2 separate regions of the Mus musculus genome follow, and region 2 is linked to region 1. Evidence: chromatin contacts called from public Micro-C data. All regions are on one chromosome and are shown on one strand. The core of a region is the stretch at or near the end of the contact, and the rest is flanking DNA. Distances in the headings are between cores, read along the strand shown. Region 1 overlaps Tbck (TBC1 domain containing kinase). Region 2 overlaps Npnt (nephronectin).

What was found. Hi-C and Micro-C count contacts between places; a contact is called where the count stands out from the background.
Region 2: a contact with region 1 is called in a Micro-C map of the G1E-ER4 cell line, with 3 times the contacts expected there. The contact joins two enhancer-like sites. A contact is called at or near these places in 4 of 484 Hi-C or Micro-C datasets (the G1E-ER4 cell line, liver, myocytes and 1 more).

What each region holds. Positions count from the first base shown.
Region 1 is chr3:132,810,444-132,816,875 of GRCm38.p6, forward strand. It overlaps Tbck (TBC1 domain containing kinase), which reads left to right. Exons shown (of 26, transcript NM_001163455.2): 25 at 4,747-4,906. Among named protein-coding and RNA genes, the nearest start is that of Gm30294, 36 kb to the left of the region's middle. Within about 2 kb of position 4,813, at least 21 of the 459 cell types and tissues checked have an H3K27ac peak or open chromatin away from gene starts, as enhancers often do. A contact at or near this core is called in the G1E-ER4 cell line, where this site is marked.
Region 2 is chr3:132,884,047-132,890,724 of GRCm38.p6, forward strand. Npnt (nephronectin) reads right to left here. Exons shown (of 14, transcript NM_001287101.1): 13 at 1,710-1,966; 14 at 1-467. The coding sequence ends at 384. Among named protein-coding and RNA genes, the nearest start is that of Gm29811, 8.8 kb to the left of the region's middle. Within about 2 kb of position 2,190, at least 33 of the 459 cell types and tissues checked have an H3K27ac peak or open chromatin away from gene starts, as enhancers often do. A contact at or near this core is called in the G1E-ER4 cell line, where this site is marked.

The DNA of each region.
Region 1 (6,432 bases), core at 3,563-6,062:
TGAGGCTGTACTGAGCACGCTGGGCCATGGCAGATTTCTCAGCAGGAACATGGTCATCTGGCCACTTTGTTACTTGTTTAGATTTTTAACTTGGAAGAATGGATTTCTTGGTGGGAAAAAATGGAAATGTTTTAGAAAGCTTCTTCAGCAATACTATGAGCTCAAGGTAACTGGTGTCTTGGCGGATTGTTAGAGGAGAGCTAGGAGGATGACATTCACGGAAGTGGACACTGCGTCAGTGGAGGCCACTAAGGAGGTGCTAAAAGTGAGATGTTGACCTTGGATGACAGGGCGCTCATGATCCCAGTTCATGTAATAAGAGAGTTCTAAGAAAAGTGATAACAGCATTTTTCATTTCAGTTAATACTACTCAGTTATAGATGGAGAAACCACAGCTTAGCTATGTTTTCTTTTTGGCTATTGGTATAGATAGGTACAGCCTTCAAATGAGCCTAAGGAGCTCATTGTTTACATTATTTAAATTGGTTCGCATGGGCTGAAGAGATGATGGCTCAGTGGTTAAGAGCACTGATTGCTCTTCCAGAGGTTCTGATATCAATTCCCATCAACCACACAGTACCTTACAATCATCTATAACAGGATCTGATGCCCTCTTCTTGGTGTCTGAAGACAACTACAGTGTACTTATATACATTTTAAAAATAAATAATTCTAAACTAGCTAGCCCAGAAAACAGGCCAGCACAGAGATATCTAGGATTTTATAAGCGGTGAAGTTGGTATGGTCTGATGAAGAGGCTTAGTACCCCTGAGTGCAGTGCCTAATAAAACACTGTTAATATGAGCACTCATATATTTACCTATATGATATAATTGCATAATGCATGGGACTTGTTTTTTCCTATCCTTTTTAACTACTTTTGTATATTGTTGTATAGGCAGTGTTAGCTACCCTCATCCTTGCTGTGACCCAATACCTAACACAAAGCAACTTAAAGGGAAGACAGCTGCCTGTGGGGTGGTGCACTCACTGTAGCACATCTCTGAATGTGAAAATCACTTACCCCATATTTGTGAGTTAGCTGACATGCAGTGGAATTCTTAAACTTAATAATTAAATGCAGAAAGTATAGGTATTTGCCTATATTAGGAAAGCAGTGCATCTCATTATTTTCCTAACTACATACAGAAGTATGTATGTTCAGCTCCAAGACCACAGTGCTAGGAGAATCCCGTACAAACTCATCTTTCACAGCAGAAAAATGCAGTGAAACCAGAGTACCTAAAGCATTAGAGAGTTTATCTCAGCACACTTGACAACAACAAAACAAACAAAAAAGCTTACATATATGTGTGCATATATTTACGTGTGTATATGTGTACATATACACTTAAGTATATTCTTGTATTTGTATCTTCACAAATACAAAATGTGTTCAGTATATTGTCAGCTTATCCAGAATCAGCTAGGAAACAAAGCTCCAGACAGATCTGTAAGAGATTCGTTTCTAGGCATGCCTGTATGACATCACATTGAGAGGGAAAGAGGCTAAAAGTGGGTGGTACCATTTCTCGGGCTTGGGTCCTGGGCTACATGAAAAAGAAGACATTATCTGAGCACTGAGCATGGGCGTTCACATCACTGTTTCCTGATCTTGGTGCAGTGTGACTTGCTGCTTCATCGTCTTGCTGCCTTGATTTTTCTGTCATGGTAGATTGAACTAGGAGGTAAACACACCCGTTCTTTCTTGTGCTGCTTTTTCCCCAGTATATTTTGCCACAGCAACAACAACAACAAAACAACCAAACAAGAAACTAAGATACTCAGTATTTGTGATTTTGAATCTACAGTTTTTACAAAACACATTCAGCTACATCCCGTTACAGTAATAATGTGATCACCTCTACGGTGTCCAGAAGTTCCAATACATCTTACTGCCACCCAGATAAGGATTTGTGTTGTGAGCAATGAACATAATTACCGAGGACCAAAGGTCCGTAAGTAACCAAAACTGTTTTCTTCCCTGTCAAACATACTAAGACAAAAGAGACTGCTTGTTGTAATTGCAGTGACTGTAACTAGGCCTGGCTCTTTCTCCTCTGCTGTTTGCCAGAAACGCAGTTATGGGTAGGAGATGGGGAGGCTTGACAGTCCTGTGTGTCCAAACATCTGTGCTCACTCAGTCTCTGCCTCTTGACAGTGTTCTGGGAAGGGTGTCCTTAGATGGTTTCCAGGACCGTTCTACATGAGGAAACTGTGGTCTAAGGCCCTGCTCCTTTGTGTTTTGTTTCCTAAAGCATGATGGGAAGAACGACTTGAAGTATTTTGGGGTTTGGACAGAACTTTCCTCTTCTCCAAAACTCTTATTTTCATCATATTTTGTCAAGCATTTTGACATTTAATCCCCATTTTAAAAAATCAAACCATAAAGCATAACTAACAGAAAATTCTGCAAATAACAAGTTTATAACATACTTTTAATGACTAAAAGGCAATATAGACAAGTCTCCTTTAAAAGTATATACTAAATATCATGTAAAAATTATTCCTATGTGTCTTTGATTTTAGATAATGATGTTGAACATTTATATGCAGATGAATTACTTTTAAAACCATATATTCACAGAATTTAACTTTGAGCAGTTTTTCTTCTAAAGTAGATGATTCTAGTTTTTTTATATACGGTATTGTATTATTCTATATAGAGGCATTCAAATGTGATTTTTATGTTCTAAACACATCTAATGAGTCTTTCCTCATTTTTGAGAAAGAAAATAAGATTAATCCAAGTTTGCCTCAAGTACCTAGCTCTGCCCTCCACACCATCTTCCCTGCCAGCTATAGCATGAAGTAGTAGGATTATCTAACACAAACATCATGGCCAAGGGGCACCCTGTCCCTAGGGCATGTCTGAGGCTGTTCAAACAGGAAGGAAGGAACAGGTGGGCTGTGTGGACATGCCTGCCCCTGCGCTTAGCTAGGATAGATCTGCATTGATTTTGCTGCTGTAAAACTGCTAAGTCAGGTGGATCTCAGTCCAGAAGTGCTGGCTGAGAAACACAAGGTCCTACTGCAGCTGCTGCAGGCCTGCTGAGAAGAAATGAGCGGCCGGACTCCTGGTTGGCATTTTAAATACCACTCTTAAGATATCTACTGAATATTTTTAAGTATTTTCAGGATTCTTATTTTTAAAGACCCCATTGTTCCTGAAGATTACCATTGAGACTCTAGGATAATTGTTTTTGAGAGACTAATGCCACCCGGGCAGTGGTGATGCACACCTGAAGTTCAAGGGTCCTCGACCTGTGTTTATAAATAGTCTCCCCATTCTACACTTCTCTAAGCAAGTCCACTGAGATTCCAACATGAATTGTATCTCACATTTCTTTTAATATTCATATTAAATGTTTTCTTGTGCCTGCTACCTTCTAGAAAGGAGGAGCCCGGATCTGTCCACTCTCCTTGAGTGAGGAGCGGGGAAGCCTGCAGCCTGAGCTCATTGATAACTACTGTTTCAACATAGATGGTTCCCTCCCACACTGAGACATGCAGAGGGGAAACAGTACTTGCTCGGGTCATAGCCTTTTAAACTATCACTTGTCTTAGTCCCTTATGTGACAGTTTAGGGGAGGGGGCTCTATTGAATACAGAGATGGCCTTTCATGGTAGTCAACAGTGATTATTATTAAGAAAGGAGCTATAACCCAAATTTCTCATTAACTAGGTACACAGTTTCCTTTGTGCTTTTCCCCACAGCAGCACTCAAGTGCAAATCCAGTATCCTGCTTTTCTGCTTAGAATACATGGGTTTTCCTTACTGGCAGAAAAAATATCGTTCTCACAAACAGCACAGGCACAGTCCAGCCTCCACCTCCCTTTATCTCACACTTAAATTCCACGGTGTTGTCCTTCCCCGCCTTAGCTGGGTATATGCTCCCTCCGCCCCACTGTGACTACAAAATCTCCGCCTCAGCTCCCCATCCCTCCTCCACTTCCTTCCACTTCTTTGTCCTAACTTCTATCTGTTCTTCAGGATTTAACCTTACCATCACCCCCTCAGCAAACCCCGCCCCATCCTCTCAAACCAATGTAATCTACCCAGTAGCTCATACCTCTCTTTTACAGTTTTCTGGGTATAACCATGTCCTTTTAATTTCCAAAGTTCTATTTTTAATTAATTCATCCGATCATACTCTAATTACTTAGTAAAGAGTGTGTGTGTGTGTGTGTGTGTGTGTGTGTGTGTGTGTGTGTGTGTGAGCTCCTGCTTAATGGATGACTTTATTTCCTAAACTAACAGTGATAGTCACTTTGAGCATCAGAATTCTAAAGTATAAGAAGCATAAGATATGGCACCTTCTGGAGGATATGAACTCAGAATAATGGATATGTCAGCTGAGTTTGCTGGACACATTAACCTGCAACAGAACAGTTTCCAGCTGGGGCTGGTGACCTCTAACAGTTCTAAATGAAGTCTGACTTAGCATCTACTTTGCAAATATTTTTCAGTATCAAATTTGCCCTGAGACAGTGGACTTTGAACTATGCCCGGTTGTGCTGGTGAACATGATAGCACACAGGCTGTAGCCAGTTGAGGACCATGGCTTAACTGGGTCAGGGTTGCTTTCAGTTTCCACTGATGAGTACGTCTCTTCCTTTCTCTGTTCCACTTTATTCTGAAATTTAATTTTCTTCCTCCTTAGAGAATCTCACTTTGTTCAAATAAAATACTCAGGTGAACATGGAAATTTTTTAAAAAACAGTTTTCCTTAAGCTCCCTGTCAGCTTCGTTCGCGGGCACATTGCAGGCAGCATCAACATCCCATTCAGCGCAGCGTTCACGGCAGAAGGAGAGCTCAGCCAAGGCCCTTACACCACCATGCTGCACAACTTCAAGGGGAAAGTCATTGTGGTTGTAGGCCACGTGGCTAAGCAAACAGCTGAGGTAAGTGTCCCCAGAGATGTCCTCAACTGTTCCTGCCTACTGTCTAGGTTGTCGAAAATGTGTTTCTTCAGAGATAAGTTTCTTATCTTTCTTCATAGATAAGTCTAACTGTATGGATCTGTCTGCATTCTTACCAAGAGGAGCAGGCCTCTTATGGAAGCCTTCTTCCCCCCACACACAGTCCAGTTTTCAGCATCAGGATGAATAGTAGGAAGCTTAGGAAACCCCAATAGTAGCTTCTGATGTTGTTTGTCAAAAGTCTGCATGTTAAGACCTTAGTTGTAAGTTGGGTAATACTAAAAGGTCGGACTTAAGAGTGGGCCCTAGTGGGAAGTCCTGTGGTCAGTGGAGGTCTGTCTATGTAAGTGCCTGTGGGACCGAGTGTGAACACCAGTGGGACTTCTACAGTACTACCATCCACAGTGGGCACTGACTGTAGGCCTTTGGGCTCCCTGCCTTTGCAACTATGAGCTAATTACACCTCCTTTCTTTATAAAGTTAGCTGCCTCCATTACCAACATTATTATGTTATATGAAACATAAATTAATATGATGGCATAGGTTTTCAGGGTTTTTGGTTTTTGTTTTTTTTTTTTTTCTAACTGGTTTTTTGACATTTCAAAAGCACAGAGAGAACTTCTGTGAGAGCAGCAAGGCTGAGCGCAGGCTCTGAAGCTGCCCTGGTGGGGCCTGTTGGGCTTGGGAGACTTCTTTACCCAGAAACTCAAGGGCCAAGTGTCCGTCAGATCATGAAACAAGAGTTGAGCAGATTGAGAGAGGAACTGCTGAGTAATTCTAAGCAAACTGACAAATAAAAAGTACATGTGATGACCAAAACTGCCACCATGAGGGGAGGGGGGGAGAGAGGGAGGGAGGGAGGGAGGGAGAGAGAGAGAGAGAGAGAGAGAGAGAGAGAGAGAGAGAGAGAGAATATGAATGAGAATGGAGCCTGCTGTGATTGGTAAGGCAGGCCTTTAATTCAAACACTTGTGAGTCAGAGACAAGTGGATCTCTTTGAGGTCAAGGACAGCCTGGTCTAAACAGCAAGTGCCAGGGCTATGTAGAGAGTCCCTGCCTCAAAAGAAAGAGAAAAAGAAAGAAAGGAAAGACAAGACAAGACATCAGAGACAGCTCTTGCTTTCTTGCTCTAACTCTGTCCTCTTTTCCCTTTACTCTCTCTCTCCATTTCCCCCCCCCCGCCCCCCCCTCTCTCCATGTGCTTATAGCCGGCCTCTGCTTGCTTGCTCGGTTTCTTTCTCCCTCTCCCTCTCCCTCTCCCTCTCTCTCTCCCTTTCTCTACTACCCTCTCAATTTCCCCTCCCCATGTCCTGAATAAACTCTATTCTATACTTTAAAAAAAAAAAAGACATCAGAGACTACAGCATACAAAAGCCAAGCAGAGCAGGGTTGCAGATGACATCTTCAGAGTCAGTAGAGAACGTAGCTGTTGCGCTGATGCAGAGCCTGACCCATCCAAGCCTTTCCAGAAGGTGTAAAAGAATTTTCCCCAGGAAAGTAGCAGTTAC
Region 2 (6,678 bases), core at 940-3,439, 71 kb after region 1:
TCATGGTACAACACTGGACAGATCACAGAATACCATTTGCACAGAATGAAAACGTCTCCCGTAGTTGGCTAGCAGGCCCACTCTATAACCAGGATGAAGGATGGTCCCGGTCACACATGCCAAAGGCCTTCCTAAAGAAGACACCATATAAGGTAACACCCCAGAAGGGCCCGGAGGTGTCTCCAGATGCTCCTGTACTTCGAGAGTGTCACTGTTCACTGGGATTGCACCAAAACAGGCCACCGAGACCCGAGTCACCAAGCAACCTTCCTCCTGACCCACTCCTGCCCTAGGCCTGATAAGAGGGAGACAAGAGGGCAAGCATTGGGAAATGAGGGAGAGCGACAAATTCACTGCTAGCTCGGGAGCTGCCAGGGGTCTTCTCAGCAGCGACCTCTTTTCAAGCTCACATCATCCAATCCAATCTCCCCCGTGTGACCACGCCTTTTTTCACCTTTGAAGATGACCTAGGGAGAGAACGTATACACTGGTCAGGCCTCCTCTGCCCCTTTTCCCAGTGCTCACTCATGGAGCATGGTAAGGCAACCCTTCCCCCAAACCGAAGATCAGATTTCTATGGCAAGTGGGAACACTAGAGCTCAAGGGCCAGCCTCGTCCCGGGCCCTGGCCTTTCAGGATGCCCTCCGACTGATCGTCCAGCTGCTCATCAGACCGAAGGGCCCAGAATCAGTTACTCTTCAAACTGGCATTCTCACTACACACTCGTTTACTGCAGAAATGTTGGCAAAGTAGACAATGGTCAAAGATTACCAAGGTTTGGAAGGAAGAAGAGTAGAGTGTGACACAATGCTGAGGAAGTAGGGGCTAAAGAGCCCCCAGCTTTTAGAGATTTTACTCTTTCACATTTTATCCTCTGTAGGGTATCCCTGCTCCCTTAAAACTGGACCAGACCTTTCAATACTATGGCATGAAGCAATGCATTTAAAGAAGACAAAGGCAAAACGTACACAGGCATCTAATGACCCCCCTGAAAGCTGTAATGGGGTCTGTGCTTCTAATGTGGTCTCAAGAAACTCTGTAAGAATGATGTAGACACTTCAGGGCAAAGTTGTATAAGCGTCTACCTCAAGATGACATTTTCTGAGAGTCACCCGTTATATTTGGTGGCATGTGACAGATCATTTTCTCACTACCCAGAACTTGGTTATTTAAAATAAAATTTAAAAATTAAATACAAATAGCATCCCCATTCAATACTTCCACCATAACCCATCCTGAACAACACTGTTCAAACCTGGATCTGGGCTCCCACCTGGAGCCGCTTAACTCATCTTTGGGCCAAAGAGGGAAACGAATTTCAAAGAAACACTTAAAAATAGAAAGAAGAGCTACTGCAGCCGCAGAGGTAAAAGTTGGAAGGTTAAGGAACTGAAGGTAGAGGAAAAGCAGGCACTGTTAACCACAACACTCAGACCCTGGATGTGTTTATCAACTCCTTTTTTTCCCCTTAAATTTTCTATTACTGATTTTCTCTCATTGAAAACGATTGATCATCACAATTGAGCGAGGGTCTGGTGGTCAAGGTTGCAATGAAGGAGGATGAAGAAGCAGAAAAGAATTCCAGGAAGAGGCGATGGATGGAGCCCTCCAGGAAAAGCCACAAAACACTGGCCCTGAATTGTACAGCGCAAGGCTCCTTGCCAGGCTCTCCCATGAAAGCAGCACTTCCGTTTGGGGGATCTACTTACGCTTTTGACGTCAGCCCCTCGCAAGGTGATCTGGGTTTGCCTCCAGCCATGGCCACCATTTCTTCCCCACAGGGCTGCTCCGTGGGTACCGTGTTTCCTCACAAACACCTGCAGTGTGCCCGAGTGCAGCCCAGTCACCTTGTGCCTAAAGGACAGGCACAGGTCCCCTGAATGCATGAGGTGGCCGAGACGTAACACCAAGCGAGCGGCTTTTCCCCCCGGGGCTTTGGCTGCAGACACTGTGAGATACTGTCCACCTGCAATGGCAAAGCAGGGCCTCTTTCTAGCACAAACTGCACGGACAGGAGATTTTTAATAAACTTCATACTGTAACATTCATTGATGAAGAATCTCAGATCTCTATGAAGAAAAACAATAGCTTATTTCTACGCCTGTTGTAAATGCTATGATGTTCACAAATAACACCCACGTACTTTGCCCACAGAAGACAACGCATCATGAGTTCAGGATTAGTAACCGAACACTGGCTGTTTCCTTGGAATAGAGTCTCACACCCCTACCACATACATGAACTGCCTCCTGATCCTCACCATCTCTGTGCTGGTGGGCATCCCGCGCTGTTTTAGTAAAAATGACCCAAAATTTCCCTGGTAAGATTTATTTGTAGACAAGTAATCTCAGGGCAATAAAACGCACAGCTTGTATACACACACATACATACAAGTTAAAAACTGTATATCTCTGTCTATGTGTCTGAATGTCTGTCTTGTTGTATCTAAGAGAACATAAAAACTTAATAAAAGCCCTCCACTTTTGACAAGTCACCTTGGCTGACCTCAGACCCCAACATCTATAGAGCAGTGCAATTTAAAAAAAAAAAAAAAAAAAAGAGCTAAGCACCAGTAAAGTGGGGGCAGCTGCTTGCAAGGGAAGGTTATGAGTGTTTCAAAAGCCAGCGCTTCTACAGATGACAATTCCTGCAGGCGGTTTTTGTCACAGGCGATTGAGGGTTTCAACATTGGGTCCATGGGAAGAATGTGGTTGGAATCCTGGGCACTTGTTATCTGCTGTGGGAGAAACCTCACTTCCTTTTCAAAGACACCATCACCATCACCATCACCTTACGATTCATTTCTACACCACATGGCCAGAGACTTGGGTGTTTTTCTCTACCAAGTTCCTGTTGGCATTTCTCCTAGGTAACAAAGGACTTTGAGTTACTGTGATATACCCTCGCCCCGTGCTAAGTGTTCCCTGCAGGCTGCAAAAGCTGAAACCAGTCAGTCCCATCCCTACCTCAAACTTCCCCACCAGCATCCTAGGACAGAGTGGAGAAAATTAAAGTTATTTGTATAGCTGATGTTCCAAAAATATAGCAAAAATAAAATAAAATAAAATAAAAAAATAAAAAATTTTTAAAAAGCCAGAAATTTGCTGACTCATGTACCGAGTCAATGAAAACACAAAGCAAACACAAGGCGTTGGCTTCCTCCTTCCTTATCTTGGCTCCCTTTCCTCACATATTGACAGCCCCAAAATACTGGGCCAAAAGTTTTATGTGCATGTTAAGTGTCTGTCTAAGTCTGCGTCTGTGGTTAAGGGTAAGGTAAGATTATTACGGTGAACCTGCCAGGTTCAAGAAAGCAGGGATTATCTTAAGCCCTAAGGAATGTATGCTAATACCATTTTCGAGACACTGCATGCAAACAGCACATCGAACAAACCAAGGTGCCCAAGATCCCAACAACCCTTTTCTACACATGTTCAAAACTCTACCATTGTAACAGTGAGGAACACGGCTGCTTCACTTCTTCCTCCATGCAGCCGCGCTGACTTGGGTTTAAGTTCTCTTTAATTTTGTTCACCGGGTGACTCATTGTTGGGAGGAGCGGGAATGCCCACACGCCATAGCACGCATGTACAGCTCAGAGGAGTATGGTTGGAATTCCCCAGCACTCCGAGGACCCATTCTGAAGGGCATATTGACACGTGCACTTGCTCAGTCTGTCAACTCTCTGCCATCTTATGCTCTTTCCATCCTTTTCTCCAATCTAAAACATTATTTGCCAATTCCCTTAGGGTTCCAGGGGACATTTTCCGAATGACCACAGACCCTCACAACTGGATTAAGAGGTCATCTCATCTCAGGTGAAGCTTTAGTCCTTTAACAACATCTTAGCAGAGGCCACCCCACCAAACATCTCCAGCAGAAGGCTCTTCCCCTCATATCAGTCTGCTCTTTCTAGTAGCTCTCCTGAATGTTCTTTTTGAGAGTTTAAATCCATCTACATTGTTTTCTGGCACAAATCCTACCTCTTATGCCTGTTTGAATCACAAAGAACAACTGGTCAACCTTGGGTCAATTGTTTCAAAGCAGTACATTCTGTTGCTTCTTCTCCAGGTGAAACATTTTGGCCTTTACCTACTTTTCACAGGTCAAGGAAGAAACACCTCTCCATCCAGAGACATACTCTCTGAATGATGTGCAACTAAGTCCTAGATAAGAACGGCTGCCCAGAAGTGGACCAATCACTTCACCATAGCATAATTTATATTGTAGAAAAGAATCATACCTATAGACATGGTCTATCTTCTTAAAACAAGTGTCATGAGATTCACCCATAATAAAGTCCTTATGTACCAAATCCTTCACATTTAGGTCTTGCTTGCATCTTTCCACAGTTGTGGTTGGTTTCTAGAGCTTGAGACATACTTACCATCAGAGTTTATCTCTGTGTGTAGCCCATTAACCTAACCTCATGGATGCTGGATTTGTTAACACACACAATCACTTTCTACTCTGAGTCACAATTAGGTCAAGTTTTCTTCAGTATCTAAATTCCATTTCCATTTCATCCAAGTTTGTTTGTTTTGTTTTGTTTTGTTGTTTTAAATAAAAACTAGAAACCAGCCTCTGGGAGGCAGATCTGTGCTCAGGGGTTAACCCAGCTAAGCTGCTGCCATGGCTGCCACGATCTTTCCATTTGCTCTGCTCTAACACAGTCCGATGACCACGTAAGATATGCCCCCATCATTCCACATTTCATCTATCTCCTACTAGAGGACAAGAAGAATGTGACCCACAGCCTGAAACATCTGCAAATATGGTAACAATGAAAGGTGCTGAATAGTAGCACATGGTTCTAAAAAAGTGTTCTAAAAAATCAATTTAGTTTGTTTTACAAGGACTATTACAAGCAGCCTGTTTCTACAAAACAAATGAATTTTCTAAAATTTAACCTGAGTGCATGTACCTTCATGCTGTACCTTATCCTTCATGGTGTACCTTACTCAAAAGGGTTATTTCACTACAGCAGTGAACATTACCGACAAGCTCCTCATCCAAGCGTGTAGACCTTTCTGTTGTGCATCACTCAGATCGGACCCAGTCCCTCTTAGAGGCTGGATGTACTGAATACATCAGGTCCAGGCACTGAGCTCACTCTACAATGTACTACATTTCTTTACTCTAGCTTGTGGCCTGAGGAGGCTTGCATTTGCCTCAGGGGATCAATGCTTCACTTGAGATAAAGACAGTATCACCTGATTCACTGGATAGAGATAAGGATTAAATAAAATTAGTGAGGTAAAGACTGTGCTGGCATTATATCAGATATTAATATCTGTTGAGTCTATGTTATTTATAGACACTGTGACAGTTACATTATACTTGGAGTTCATCCTACATGAGTGTGAGTAATTCAAGACATAGCAATGAGTACAATTAAATTCTATGTGGTATTACAAAAACTGTGTGTGTGTGTGTGTGGTATGTTTTGACACAAGTTCCTCTGTGTGGCCCTGGCTATTCTGGACCTCACTCTGTAGACCAGGCTGGACTTAATCTCAGAGATCCACTTGCTTCTACCTGCCAAGTACTGGGATTAAAGGCATGCATGCACGACCACCGAGTTATAGCAACAGACCTTAAAAACTATATCAATTTATTGGATAATTGTATCTTAAAAGTTTACCCCAAATATTTATTCTTAAGTATCTTTCAATTTTAATTCAATATTCCTTCAATTATATTTAATTAAATTTTAGAAGCGCTAATGAAAGTACTTTGGACTAGTTATTTGAAGCCTTGTTTCTGAGACTGTACACACCAGAAGGACACTCTTAGCACTATTGGGATCCTTGAGGAGCCAACTACCATCCCTCAGACCTGTGTGCCTCAAAGCCCCATTCACCTGCACCACTGTTAGGGTAGATTGTAAGTACTCACACACTAGCTTTTCTGTGTTGTATTCTGAAGACTGTGGCATGTGAAAACTGGGCTTTAGATGCACATAAAACAGCACTTTCCCTCCATAGCTTGTGTGTCTTATCCTTAGAAGCTAGAATCAGAACCAAAGGAAAAAACAGAACCTAGATTTCTCACCCTTCCATTAAGTTGGCTTCACACCAAAAACCCCCCACTTAATTACAGAGGGAAGGAAGAGTCCAGTGTGGAGCTTTCCTTCTTGAAACGAGGTAAAGTACCAAATGAGCCCTGAATGCTTACATTAGTAAGCACTGTATAATTTACAAGTCTACTAATTTCCCGAGAGTCCACGTCTAAGTCCAGCTTTGTAATAAGCTTCTCTTGGAAGCAGGGTGGTAGCATGGACTCTTGCCTCTAGGATCTGACTTGGAGTAAATTGTTTCCAGAGGGCCACTGTGCTGTGTAATTGTCACACTTCAGTTTCAATTGCTCCATCATCTACAGCTCAAATCTTCATTAACAAATCCAGGGGCATAACTGACCAAAATGCTTGCAAACTGTTGACCCAGGGGAGAGGCCACTGTGTTACTGCTTTTACACGGAGGAATTGGGTTCGACAAGTATTTTGAAAATTATGGTGCAGGACAAGCCTAAATGCTATTTACCAAGCTTTTTGAGGCAAATCACCTGGCCTCCTGATTGACTACTCATGCTAGGAGTCTAACGGACAGCTAGCAAATCGTCTCTCTTAAAGAAGATGGAATATACATAATAGGGGCAATTTTTTAATGGTCAAGAGGA